Linked DNA regions of Mus musculus: region 1 is linked to region 2. Evidence: chromatin contacts called from public promoter capture Hi-C data. All regions are on one chromosome and are shown on one strand. Each heading gives the region's core, a stretch centred on a gene start, on an enhancer-like site or on the middle of the called end of the contact. The rest is flanking DNA. Distances are from core to core; before and after follow the strand shown.

Region 1 (2,700 bases), core at 135-2,634, 210 kb after region 2:
GTCTTTTCCACATATAACCTTCGTGCCCTCTGTGGTGGGGCCTCAGCAGGTTGGAGACGTGCATCACCCCAGTGGATGACAGTCAGCATCCTTTCCCAGAAACATCCACTCCCCAGCTTTGGATTCTGAACAACCAGACTACACAGTGGAAGTAAATAATGTCTGCATCCCTAAAGTACAACCAAAAAGCAAGGACATTACTCTCTAAAGTCAAGGCAGGGAGCCTAAGAAGGGAAACTGTATATCTTGGGACCTGCAAAGTATACTTTAGGCAGAGATATCTCTCAGGCATGGTACTCAATACCTTCTAGCTCGGTGAATACAGACATTTGGTGAAATCTACTTCTTTCAAGATTCTAACAAGCATTAATTAAACGGAACCTCTACCAACTGTTGGACAATTTGGAATCCAAACAGAGGCTGCCTCTCTGTTCCTTAGCTACATGGCTCAGCATGCTAACTCCTAATTCCAGCAACCCTTCAGTCTGGAAAAAAAGAGTAGACTTACTTCATCTGGACAGGGAACAATAGGAATTGTTTTCTCAGGTTCAGTGCCAATCAGATAGATACCTGCCACAAAGTCTTTTCCCACTGATCATTCAACTAATTGGTTCCGTCTGCCTGATGAAGAAATCCTACTGAAAGATTTTTCCGGCTGCTTATAACCAGGCCTATTGAACTAAACCTCGCCTTGAAAGAGGAGCCAGTGTGAATCAGGGTCCAAGACTAAGACTGTAAATTCTCTGGAAGCAGAAACTGCTTATGATGTCAGTGCTCCAGGGCATGTACCACACGCGGCAGGCATTCAGAAACTTCATGAATATTCATTAGTAATGAAACTTCATTAATAAACAGATGGATGGGAGAATAACTTCTTAAGCTTCTCATTCTACAGGGCAAAGGACTATTTGTGGACCAAACCAATACACACATGCACAGACATTATAGCAAAACAAAAACACATGCCATTTTGCCAAAGACAATTGTGTGCCGTTCACCTTAACTTCCAATCTCCAGCTTTAAGGCCTCCAGTGTAGACCCCTCCAGGGTCAAGGAGTCACACCTGAGGTCAGTGGTGAAAGGGCAAGAGGAGGCACCTCACAGCACACTTCAGACTCCGGGCTGGAGCTGTGTAAAATACCCGGGAACTTGAGGTAAGTGCAAGTCTGCAGAGACTTGGTGCTTTTCCCCAGCCCCGGTGCGGGCACTCACCAAGAAGCCTACAAGGTAGAGCCAGAGCAGGAAGCGGCGGGAGCTCACAGCACTAGACGGTGCTGTGGCTGTCACCGGGGTCTCCGAGGCTAGATCCTGCCTCGAAGCCCCGTGCCCCGGGACCCCCAGCGCCATTCCCAGGAGGGCTGGGGGTGCGGACAGCTTAGCCGACTGCAGACCACGCCCCCGCCGTGGCCACGCCCAGGATTGACCACGCCCATGGCGGAAGCGATCTGCGTGCGCCTGCGCAGATGGAAGGTCGCGCCGCTGGGTGGGTGTGACTACTGTTGTGGTGGTACCTACCGCGGGCGTCTTAATTCAAGATCGCAAGTTCTGTGACAAGTGACTGGTGCCATCTTTCCTCGCTCCCTGGTGGTGTAAGGCACGAAGGAATTGTGTCTTTTTGCTAGTACCAGGTTTTCTTCAGTGATAGCCGTTCTGGCTTTAAGGATCACAGACCCAGGGCCCTACTTCCTACTTGGCTCTACAGACCTGGAACGAGTTAAGGTGGCTGTGGAAGCTTTCGTATGCATTTGAAAAACAATGGGTAGTAATTTAGAGAGACTTCTAGATATCCAAGAAGTCTGTAAGCATTAGTCAGCACTTCGTAGCTCTACAAGGAAAACAGGCCAGAAATAGGCTGAGAGTTGGGCTTCAGGGAGTAACAGGAGCACACCATGAAAAGCATGAAGAATTGTAAATAATAAACGTACAATAGAGAGATACACAAAAGTTAGAGGACACGTGACATAAGGAAGTGTGAGCCTTGGTGTGCTTGTGGGATCTGCTTAAATCCAACGGAACTCAAACTTCAGGGCGATGCAGATGACAAAAACTTACTATAACCAAGACACTATTAATCAATCAGGGCCACAGAAAAGACAGGAGAGCTGAACTATGATCTCAAAGAGATACTGTATAGCATAGTTAAAGCAGGAAACCATAAAGAGAGGGGGAGCTGGGTGGGCTGTAACATTGTCAATCATATTTAAAGATAAGGGGTTGAGCAAGGGCGTTTCCATCAATCAGGATAGGAGTAGGTTCCTGGACATGGGAACATGAATTTTGTTTGACCCTGCCAGCCAAGATGGAAAAGTTAGTTGTCCCTGAGATATCTGGACTCAGACAACTGTTTCCTTACAGCAGAAGCTGTTCAGCTATAGCGAACTCCCCAGCTCCCTAGGGCCTGGGACCTTGACTTGACTTTCTCCTCGTGATTAAATGGAAAACGAAATGGTAGAATTTAGAATACATTCCTTTTGCTTGTTCCCAATGTGCTGACCAAAGAAGTAGAGTCTGTAGTGCCTTAGGCTTCAAGATGGGTGTGACCAAAACATCCAAACACAAAGATGTAGAATAAACAGGGTTTCAGTCATCTATAGCCTAGAGGTTTCATTCTGAGAGCAGTGGACAGAAACAAAGTAGATGTGTGATATTTAATAGTTAGTGAACTATTAACCATTGTCAGTAGCCCCACTTCAGTTGTGT
Region 2 (2,700 bases), core at 100-2,599:
AAATTCATAGTTACATCAAATGCTACCTAGTGGCTATTTGTAAAACTAACCCATCCCTCTGACCATGCTGTTGTTGTTCTATTTACGTTCCATGCTGTTACTTTCTATCTTCTGTCTTAAAGGATTTCCAGGCTGGAGAGATAGCTCAGGGGTTAAGAGCACTGACTGCTCTTCCAGAGGTCCTGAGTTCAAATCCCAGCAACCATATGGTGACTCACAACCATCTGTAATGGGATCTGATGCCCTCTTCTGTTGTGTCTGTAGACAGCTATAGTGTACTCATATACATAAAATAAATAGTCTTTAAAAAAATAATTTCCATTTGTAAGTGGATCAAAAGGTGGTTTTGTAAGGTGCAATTGACAAGGAAGGGAGATGACGTGGTAAAGTTCAAAGTGATGCTGTGGCCTCAAGCAGAGCTCGTTAGTTGTTTTTACATCCTTGCTTCAGTTGTCTTTAGAAAAATACACATTAAATCTGTAGGCAATTTGGGCCTTTTGAAGTTCCTTCTCTCCCCTCCTCCTCTTCCTCCTCCTTCTCCTCCTCCTCTTCTTCTCAATTTTATTTACTGTCCTATCTGCTCCACTGGCCCAATGCAACTACCCACTTCCAGATAAAGAACCTTTGACAAAATCCATTCTGGACCTCATAGCTAGGCTGTGTAGACACTTCTTTTGTACAGACAGAGCACAATGGCACAATGGTTAGCTACTGGGTTTGAGTATTTGAGAACATTTTTCCAACTGAGTTTTCAGACACATTCATGAAGTTTCTCATTTTGGTTTCTTCCCTTTGAGAAACTCACTGTGGAGCTTAGAGAAAGCTGGAGCTTTGTTTCTTCCATAATTTATTGGCCAGGAAATCAAGTATTCATTATCTTCATTGCTTTGCCACTTCCTCCTCCCTTGTCTGTGAAGACAGTCTTATGGGTCTTCCAGGACAGTGCTATTTCGTCCTCATGGCCTGGCGCAATTCCTAACAGCTCTTCATCCTCAAAAATACTTTGGTTTGAGCGCTAACCCAACAGACAGCAACTTGGTCCTTATCAGCCACAAAGGCTGATATGTTGCAGGTGCCCACTAGGTGTCAGTAGTGTAGCCTGCCAAGAACCTTCGGAACAAGCATTTCATTACAAAAGTCAAATCAAAGCAAATAATTAAAGTGTGGTTCAAAAGCTACCTGCGGCTTTGACCGGTTCAAAACAGGTGAGACAGAATCTCGGGAGGTGAGGAGGCTCAGGTGTGGGACAGGTGGCTCCTTCCTGGGATCCAACAGGGCAGAAAGGAATCCTTTCCTTATAAAGGACTTCAGTGTTTCTCGGAATGAGTCTCTTCCCAATTTACACTCACAAGATGAAGCCAGTGTTCAGAGAATGAGGAAACAGTTTCGAATGAAGAGGGATTGATTTCTCTTTATAGATATCTCTTTGAGCCCAGAACTGAGCTGCCTGAACACAGTAGATTTTAAGAAGATTTGAAAGGACGCACCTGCAGAGTCATCGCACCGGACCTCTTTGGAAATGACTTCTGGATTGCAAATAGATTGCCTCTCGGTCAGATAGTGCAGCTGGAAACTCACCTGTGCCGCAGAGGCGTGGCATACATCAGGACCCAGGTGCGAAGTCAGAGTCGCACAGGCATGGGTCCTGCAATGTTTATGGCTTTTCGTTTATGGAACTGGTTACTACTGCTGGCGGTCCTTACACGTTCCGAAGCAACATCGTATGTTAATGAGTCCTCCAATCCCACTGCCCAGCAGGCACCTGATGCTCGGTTTGCTGCTTCTAGCTCAGACCCCGATGAAGGGATATCTGTTTTTGAACTGGATTATGACTATGTTCAAATCCCTTATGAAGTCACCCTCTGGATACTGCTCGCATCTCTTGCCAAGATAGGTAAGTCCTCTAGCACAGGTTGAGGGAGGATTGTTTCTTACCTGAGTTGTCATGTATGAACATCTCTTACATGACAGACTACGATGAGTTAAGTAGACAGTAACTGCTACTTGTAGTGCGCATTTCCCTGAAGTGTGGCTGTTTAATGTTTCAGGATTGTGTTTGAAATTTAAACGCATACTTCCAGGTCCTGCATGGTTTTGACTTCATATTTCAAAAAGATAACCATGTGTTTTCTTTGTCATATAAAAATCTTATGCTATATGTTTAAAAGAATATAAAATGTAAAGTGTACAGTATTCAGGAAATACTGAAGACTACATAACATTCCCCTTCCCCCCCCTTTTTATTAGGTATTTTCTTCATTTACATTTCAAATGCTATCCTGAAAGTCCCCTATACCTTCCCCCAACCCTGCTCCCCTACCCACCCACTCCCACTTCTTGGCCCTGGTGTTCCCCTGTAGATAACATTTATTTTCTAACATAGTCTTTTACTCATTCCTAGCCACAGAACTGTAATTTTGTTAGTTGGGAGACATCTCTAGCAGTTTGCTTACACAGATATTATACAACAAAAATAATTAAAGTCACTTCTGACTTTGCAAGTTCTTTTTCTTCTTAGAATATTATGGGAACTGTTCCTGGAAACATCTGGAAGAATAACATTGAAATGAAATGGAATCTTCCACTTCTGGGGATGGGATGTTGTTTCTTTGCATTTCCCTTTGAAACACTGGAATTGTAAGAGTTGAAAGTAACTGCCTCTGCAACTCTGCTGCCCTTCATGATAGTGGGCAGGTGTTT

Evidence for each region. Promoter capture Hi-C pulls out the DNA fragments that hold promoters and counts their contacts.
Region 1: a promoter capture Hi-C map of embryonic stem cells shows a contact between it and region 2, with 2.4 times the contacts expected there. The contact joins the promoter of Mfsd9 here to the promoter of Slc9a4 in region 2. A contact is called at or near these places in 9 of 39 promoter capture datasets (the 3T3-L1 cell line, 3T3-L1-derived adipocytes, cranial neural crest and 4 more), 3 of 484 Hi-C or Micro-C datasets (cerebellar granule neurons, forebrain and muscle stem cells), 4 of 115 datasets of contacts at active chromatin or transcription factors (bone marrow-derived macrophages, embryonic limb bud, forebrain and 1 more) and 3 of 9 other capture datasets (adipose tissue, embryonic stem cells and liver).

The regions. Positions count from the first base shown.
Region 1 is chr1:40,789,273-40,791,972 of GRCm38.p6, forward strand. Mfsd9 (major facilitator superfamily domain containing 9) reads right to left here and starts at 1,385. Exons shown (of 6, transcript NM_172499.2): 1 at 1,213-1,385. The coding sequence starts at 1,347.
Region 2 is chr1:40,578,878-40,581,577 of GRCm38.p6, forward strand. Slc9a4 (solute carrier family 9 (sodium/hydrogen exchanger), member 4) reads left to right here and starts at 1,350. Exons shown (of 12, transcript NM_177084.3): 1 at 1,350-1,894. The coding sequence starts at 1,639. Gm35801 (predicted gene, 35801) reads right to left here and starts at 1,785. Exons shown (of 2, transcript NR_168311.1): 1 at 1,579-1,785.